Linked DNA regions of Hordeum vulgare: region 2 is linked to region 1. Evidence: chromatin contacts called from public Hi-C data. All regions are on one chromosome and are shown on one strand. Each heading gives the region's core, a stretch centred on a gene start, on an enhancer-like site or on the middle of the called end of the contact. The rest is flanking DNA. Distances are from core to core; before and after follow the strand shown. Region 1 holds the start of LOC123449493 (probable serine/threonine-protein kinase PBL16). Region 2 holds the start of LOC123449495 (early nodulin-75-like).

Region 1 (3,871 bases), core at 1,342-3,841:
GTGGCCGGCAACTGAACTCAGCCTTAGGACCAAATTATTCTCAAGACAACTGAGAGGACTAGCTGGTAGTGACTCTCTTCCAGAATAATGGCAAATGCTCAATTTAAGAACCCCCCCCCCCCCCACACCCCCCCTCTAATAATTTCCTGCACAGTGTACTATCAGTTTAAGCTTTGCAAATTTGTTGCAATTATGCGCTGTCAAATCTAAATCTTCCCCTGGCTTCTGGTGAGGGAACGAATCGTGACAAGAGAGCTGCTACTAAGAGAATGAATTGGTAATGACCAAATGCATCTCCTTGTCAAGGAGTTGCATGCTAGGATTTACCTGCATGAACTCCTGAACCTTCATCAGGCAAAGGAAACTAAGGAGCCTTTCGCAAACTGATTTCCCCAACCTCTGTTAGACTGCCACACAGAAGTTACAGTGATCACCTGCAATATCTTGACGAACCCGCACAACTAGGTCTTCTTAGGAGAGGCTGGTAAGTCCATATACATCTTAAAAACTGTTCAACTGAACTCAGCCTTAGGACCTGTCAGGTGTGCCAGCAAAATCCATTTTGTATTTTGCAAGAATGGATATGCACGGCGCTTTTGAAGTCAGGCTTACCTACTACTCCCTCCGTTCCTAAATACTTGTAGTTGGGAAGAACTAGACTAGTTCTCCCTAAGTACAAGTATTTAGGTACAGAGGGAGTAGATTAAAGGATGATGTTGCAAAATACATTTTGTATATTGAAGAATGGATATGCACGGAGCTTCATTTCACCTGTAAAGCTGAGGATATCCTCAGTACCATTTGGTTTCCTACAAATGCTAGATTTGGTTTCTTTCCTAAGCTTCTTGTAAGAACTATAACATTGCAATAAGGCGGCTGTGTGCATAGGCCAGGGATACCCTCTTTTCGACAGAAAAAATAGATTTAACTCCAAAAGACTTACTAAAAACCTATACAGGCAATTGGGGATGAAAAATGGAATGAGAATATTACGAGTTCTTCTATATGTCAAAAGAAAATCATTTTGCATAGAATATGAATGAAGTTGACCAGTTTTTCTTTCAAAAAGTACTAAAATGTACTCCCTCCGTCCCAAAATAAGTGTCTCAACTTTGTACTAGCTCTAATACAAAGTTGTATTAAGCTTGAGACAGTTACAGTTATTTTGGGACGGAGGGAGTATTTGGTTACTAACACTGTGCGTCAGTAACTGTAAAACCAAGTACTCCCTCCGTCCTAAAATTCTTGTCTTAAATTTGTTTAGATATGAATGTATCTAGTCAAGTTTTAGTATTTAGATACATTCATTTTTAAATAAATCTAAGACAAGAATTTTGAGACGGAGGAAGTAATATATACAGTAGGTTGCAATCAGCACCACAGTAAAATACAGTACCCCCTAGAAGGCTAGAACTAACACTAGACTACTAGGAAGCTGGACAGGTTGTTGAATTCCCAGATAACAAGTTAACAAGCACTTCTTTGCAAGCAGCATCGTAGAAGAATCTAGGCAATGATCTTTGTTGGTGCCACCAACAAATTAGGTCACCACTTTCTAGATTAGACAACTAAGGAAGACCAAGTGGAGCCCATTTCCGTTAGAATGCAAGTGTGAAGGCGAGATTGCAACTAAAGTCTTACGGCACTTAAGCTAACCATGCTAACGTAAAAGCTAAGTCCTTAGTTTTTTTTCCCTCGAGCATCTGTATTAAATTCTTAAGAATATTCTACTGGAACAGACACAACATGGGCAGGGCAACCGAAGTGTAGCATACCTACCGCCAAAAGTCTCACAGGCGTTCGGTCGAACACCTGGTGGGCGCATGGAGGTCCTTGTCGAGCGGAGAGGCCACTACAATCCAGCGAGTTCCGGTTATCCAATCATGCCGGCACAACTGTCCCCTCGACCAGCGGGGTGCTGTTTTCATCCCACGGAAACAAGAAATGCACATCGTGCCGCTGAACCCCAGGACCTGAGCTGAGCATGGCGACACCTTCACTGACCCCAAATTGAGAATAGAGATCAGCCTGACCTGAGCATGGCGATTGGCCGGGCAATCAGGGAGAGGATACAGATGGCGACACACCATAAAATCCACTTACACAAAAGGGGGATTCTGTGTTTGACCTTGTAAGACGAGGGTTGAGGAGGAGGAAGATATGTCAGTTGGATGCTGGACTTGGAAGCCTGCCACTGGTCCAGGTATCTGATATCTGATATCTCCCACCACCAACAAGGGCAAAAAAAGCGACGCCTCCGAAGCTCCCACCGCCGCAACGGGAGGAGACGAGGGAAGCCGCCGGCGATAGCAAGACCGCGGGCGCCGCGACGCGGACTTGCCCTGCCCCGAAGGCCAATGATCACATCACGGTGGAAAGGTAGCCAATGGGAGAAAAAAAAATGGGGCTTTCCACTCCACCAAGAAACCCGCCATCATTCGGTTCCACCGCCATCAGAGAGAAAGCAGTCTGGGAGGGAGAGGAGTGAGCGCAACGCAACTGATCGTGATCGAGGTCAAAGACGGGCGGACAGACACACGGACAGAAGACGATGGAATCCAGCCACCACTACACTCCAACTCGAGTGCGCCCCCGCTCTGCCGCTGCGTTTTCCCACCACACTTTTTTCCTTCCCTCCGACGCATCGAAAACCCCACGGAAATATGACGTGAAGGAGGAGGACGGGATAAATTCAGGGGAGGGGAGGGGAATTCTCCCATGCCCCTTCTTCAAAGAGACGCCTTTGGTGTAAAGGATGATGCATGAAAGCGAAACCGCCTCTGCCTGCCTGCCTGCCTGCCAGAATTGAACTGCTCAGCAGTATCTTTCTTCTTCTTCTTCTTTTTATTTCATTTTGATTGAAAGGCGTGATAAATAAATAGAGACAGGGACGCGCTCCACTTGTTGAGGCGATCCTTCCTCTGAGGTTCCTCATTCTGCGTAGCTTTCAGGGGGTAGATAGATATCTGTACCTTCTCTCCCCCCGTGCCTCTTCTTTGTCTGGCCTGGTTTCGGAAGAGGAAAATAAGGTTTCTTGTTCTTGGTGAGACAGAGAGAGAGAGAGAGAGAGGGACAGAGGCTGAGTCTGCTCCTTTGGAATTTTTGTGTTGTCATGGGCAACTGCTGGTTTAAAGGGAGTCCGTACTTCAACAGGGTTTCTTCCAACGCAACAAAGTCAGGTACTACTCATGTTCTCTCCTTCCTGGTATGCATGGCTTGTGTTACTAGGCAGTGCAATACTTTGTTTCTTTGATTGGGGCCTTGACCTTTCCCCTTTGTTTCTTTGATCCCCCAATACTGTTAGCTTTCTAGGTATATGCCGATTCTTTACCTTTTAACAATTCGATGGCTTCTTCGGGAATTAAATTCTCAATCCGAAAGCGCATGCCTTCATGCTGTTGTGGCTATTCCAATAGCCTGATCCAGTCCGTTCATCATGTATTTCTCTAACTTGTTTTCATCCAACCAAATTAGTAGTAATATGAACTTCGATGATCTGTGGAAAGTATTCTGAACCATTTGCAAGTTGTTTTTGGAACTTATGATTTTCCATTTGCAATCTTGTGACATACTACCTGACATGACTTTCCCTTTTATCAGTTGCAGAATCTCCAAAATTGCAGAGCCCGTCGGAGAGAATCGAGAAGGACGACAGCCTGCTGCCGTCCAACCCGCGTGAGGTGGAGGCGCTGCGCAATGATTCGGCTCGCAAGAACCCTCTGATAGCATTCACGTTCGAGGAGCTCAAGAGGATCACCAAGAACTTCAGGCAGGACTCGGTGCTAGGGGTTGGTGGCTTTGGCAGGGTCTACAAAGGGTGCGTCGCCAATGACCTTCGCGAAGGGTTGGCGATCGAGGAGCCGCTGCGAGT
Region 2 (4,358 bases), core at 1,826-4,325, 180 kb after region 1:
GAATGATGAATAGTAATTGTCATCTCCAGGTCAGTCTTTGGCAACCAAGAGTGTTGTGGTTCGCGGTGTGACCAAGAGTCATTGTGGTCACCGAAGACTAAGTTTGTCGAAGGTTTGGAGATCACTGATAAGCATCTATCCCGAGAGAAATCAATTGAAGTCTAATCAGATTCGAGTTGAAGGAGAATAGTACGGAGAGGGATTTTCTCATGTATTCAATCACAACTTCCTCCAACTAGATGTAGCTCTTTTGCAGAAGAGTGAGTTGGTCTACCAAATCAACCTTCGACATAGAACACCACCGGTCCACTTTCTTGACTCTTCCTATATTTGTGCTATGCATTGTACCCTCATATTCCATTCGTTACCGTGCTGCTACATTAGTTTCATGTCTCTTGTCTAGATATGTGTTGGTGATTTCTTTTTGTATCTTCTCGGGCGAAGATTATATCCTCCAGTCTACTTATTGCTATATCATGTTAGTAGTTGTTCTGTGTTGCTGTGTTACCATCATATATGTGAAGGCCGTCAACCACTACACGAAGGTTATTATCAATCGATTCCTCGAGAACTTTTCTCAATATCCCATTTAAGTTTATCTTCACTAGTGCTAAGTCTAGTTTCTTCGTTTGTGATTTAATCCCTCTTTTATCTCTGTTGTTGTGTTAAGGGTTATACCAAGTTTCGAAAGAAAATTTTGAATCTCCCATCAACCTCCCTTTGCTCGATTTACTCATCGTCCCTTACAACTGGTATCATAGCGAGGTACTCACTCTATCTATTTATTAATGTCTAACAACCTTGCAGTTTGAGTATGCCGCACACAGGTAGATCCAGGCACTCTGAAGAAATTCCCATTTTTGATGGCCAACCCTTAAGTCAACTGAGGCCCTTCTTTCGCTGCAAGAAAGACATTTTTCCGATAAAACCCCCCTCAAAATTTCGCCCCGATCGGAATTACGGATCTCCGAATATTTAAGAAATGGTGAAGGGCCAGAAAACAATAACAAAAACATGAGAGAAACAAAGAGAGATTCAATCTCAGAGGGGCTCTTGCCCCTCCGGGAGCCATGGCGGCCAAGAACTAGAGGGAGAACCTCTCCCTAGATGGGGAGAGGCCATGGAGGAGGAAGCCTAAGGGGAGACTCTCCCCCCTCTCTTCCAGCGGCGCCGGAGTGCCGTCGGGGGAGCCATCGCCGCGGTGATCGTGTTAGTCAACATCACTGTCTTCATCACCTTCTCCATCTCTTTTCAGCGGTCCACTCTCCCGCATCCCGCTGTAATCCCCTACTTGAACATGGTGTTTCATGCCACAATTATTAACCAATGATGTGTTGCCATCATATGATGTTTGAGTACATCTATGTTGTCCTTTGAGTTGATTGATGATCTTGATTGGTTTGAGTGTATGTTCTATTTTGGCGTTATCCTAAGGTGCCTTCAGAGAGGCACACACATGAAGGATTCACGTTGGATGGTGTTGCAATATGTTCATGATTCGTTTATAGCGGGTGGCTAGAGTGAGAGAAGCTTACACCCGAGTAAGGGGGTTGTTTACGTATGGGAGTAAATGGGACTTGATGTTTAATGCTATGGTTGGGTTTACCTTAATGGTTTATAGTAGTTGCAGATGCTTGCTAGAGATCCAATCATAAGTTTACAAAAAGTATGTTAGCTCATGCCTCTTCCTCATATAAAATTGCAAGAATGATTACCGATCTTGTTATCAATTGCCTAGGATGATTTCGCACACCATACCATAATTATTGCACCCTCCCCATTTATTCTAACTCTATTTAGTGTAGCAACTATTTTCATATTTTAGTTCTCCAATATCATGCATAGCTATCCTCTCCATACCCACAACACAATTTATTTTTCGTTACTAGATAGAAGCAAACATTCGATGTATGTAGAGTTGCATCGGTGACAGATAGGACTTGAGAAAATATTGATCTTACCATTAGCTCCTTGTAGATTCGACACTCCATACTTACCACTTTTCATATTTGAAAAGTGCTACGATGATTCCTTGCACCTGGGGATTATCAGTCGCCGTGCTTTTGTCACCGTCAAGTGGTTGCAGCTTCCTTGTCTGACGTTTACAGCTTCCTTGATGGACAGTTCCAACATTACCGGTGGTGACCGCTGCAACTCCGGGAAGCAGCGTCGTCGGTGCTACGTCGGACTGGTTCCAACATCGATCTTGCTTCGTCGGTCCACAGTTGCATCATACCAGAAATTAAGAGGCCGCCCCTTGCAGCTCGATGGACAACGACTGCAACATCCCACCCACAGGGGTCGCCTTGCAGCTCCACCTCACCGTCATTGCAGCTCCGTTGGACTGCGAATCCAGCTCTTGTGCCGATGGTTGCATCTCTTGCCTGGTTGCAGCACGCCATGCCGACGGTCGTGTCGTCCATCGTCACCGATGCAGCAAAATTGGTCACCGATAGTAGCAAAACCAACAACGGTTGTAGCAAAAAATCATCGTCATCGTCTAGTCGTGATCGTTTGTAGGAAAAACCGATGCAAGTTGTAGCACTGAGGCTCATTGGTTGTAGCAAAAAATCGTGATGGTTGTAACCTATGCGTCCGTCAGTTCCAACAAGTTTGCGAGCCCCGAGTGCCGCCCAATTCCGATTCCAACTCCGGTTCCAACCATGCCCAAACACAACAAGGCTCGTCGGTTGTAGCTCGTGACATGGTGGTTGCAGCTCGAGGCATGGCCGTTTGCAGCTTCGGTGTGGCCGACCATGACGGCGCCCGTGCTCATCGCAGTTGCCGCCGACCGCCCTCGCTCGTGACCCCCGATCGCCTGCGCTCGCCGACCATCCGCATGAAGGAACTGGGCTGCGTCAAAAAGGCTGTTGTGGGGTCCCACGCGCCAGCACCTTGCGTGAAGAAAGTAGGTCATGCCAGGAAGTGACCGTCCGAAAGATTCGGCAGGCCTGCCGGTGCGAAAGGTTTTCCTAAAATGATTCTTCTAGCCTAAAAAGGAAGGTAAAAAGGATTCTGAAAAATGGGTAAAAAAGGAAAATAAAAAGAGAGACCTAATCCTCCCCCCTCCGATCCCTCCGCCACCGCCAAGCGAATCCCATCCCCCAAATTCCAAATTCCGCCGCGATCCCTAGCGAGCGATGAAGAAACCTAACCCTCCCCCCTCCAAGCCCTCCTCCGCCGCCAAGCCCTCCGCCGGCATGGCGCCGCGCAAGTCACGCTGGGGCCCGCCGCCCGCCGGCTCCGCCTCCGGCCCCGCCGGAGACAAGGCCGCGTCCACCTCCCGCCGCACCCCGAGCCCCAACCGTGCCTCCAACGCCAGGCGGCACCCCGCTCCTCCCGCCTCCGCGCCGCAACCCCGCAACCCCGCGTCCCCGGTGGCCGCCGCCCGCCCGCCGCCGCACCAGCAGCCGCGGGTGGAGACGCCTCCCCCGCCGCCCTACGGCTTCAACAACCTCGACCGCCGCACCGTGCACCTGGCCGACGGCACCGTGCGCACCTACTTCGCCCTGCCCCCCGACTACCCGTTCGAGCCCGCCCCCTTTCCCCAGCTCCCGCACTTCCCGCGTGCCGGACCCGAGGCCTGGCCGCCGCACCAGCCACCGCCGCAGCAGCAGTTCCCGCCGCACGACAAGCGCAGGCACCCCGCCGACCCCGAGGAGGGCTTCTCCAGGCACCCGAAGCAGCCCCGGTTCGAGCCGCCGCCGCATCAACCGTCGCAGATGCAGCAGCCCCCGGTCGACCCGCAAGCGCTTAGGAAGGCGTTCCTCAAGTACTCCAAGATGCTCAATGAGAATCCCGCCCAGAAGCGGAGCTACCTTGAAGGCGGACTCGTCCAATGTCTCCCCTGCGGCAGGTTTGGTGATCCCGCCTTGCTTGTCACTTCCTTACTAGGAAGCATTCTTGTACATATTGTACTCAGTTTTTTGTGCTGGCTTCTTTCCATTGTGGAGCTTGCTCTTACGTTTTGACTTCATATGACTTTGCTATGTCTTCCTCACCGTCGTAAACCAATACTGATAATATCATGTGCATGTCTAGCTGGAGAGACACACATTGCACCCTAGGTTTTATGCCCCTCAATCAACATAGATTCTACATGTGGTCTGTGCGATAAGTCTGTTCATTCCTCTAGATCTCGTGTTACTTGGCACAAGTAGGAGTAGTTTCAGGTGAATTGTAGCTATGCTATTGCTTCATTTCATCTGATACAGGCATGGAATTGAACTGCACTCGATGGAGTACCTTGATAGATTTTCTGCTCTCTGCTACTAGGTGCTGTGCCTTTATGGTTCCTGAAATTAGTTTCCGTTATTGATTTTTTATTTCTTCAGGTGAGAGCAGCTGTATCATCATAT

The links. Hi-C and Micro-C count contacts between places; a contact is called where the count stands out from the background.
Region 2: a contact with region 1 is called in a Hi-C map of leaf, with 3 times the contacts expected there. The contact joins the promoter of LOC123449495 here to the promoter of LOC123449493 in region 1. A contact is called at or near these places in 4 of 6 Hi-C or Micro-C datasets (leaf and seedling).

The regions. Positions count from the first base shown.
Region 1 is chr4H:556,708,252-556,712,122 of MorexV3_pseudomolecules_assembly, forward strand. LOC123449493 (probable serine/threonine-protein kinase PBL16) reads left to right here and starts at 2,592. Exons shown (of 6, transcript XM_045126735.1): 1 at 2,592-3,179; 2 at 3,601-3,871. The coding sequence starts at 3,113.
Region 2 is chr4H:556,888,407-556,892,764 of MorexV3_pseudomolecules_assembly, forward strand. LOC123449495 (early nodulin-75-like) reads left to right here and starts at 3,076. Exons shown (of 3, transcript XM_045126736.1): 1 at 3,076-3,856. The coding sequence starts at 3,141.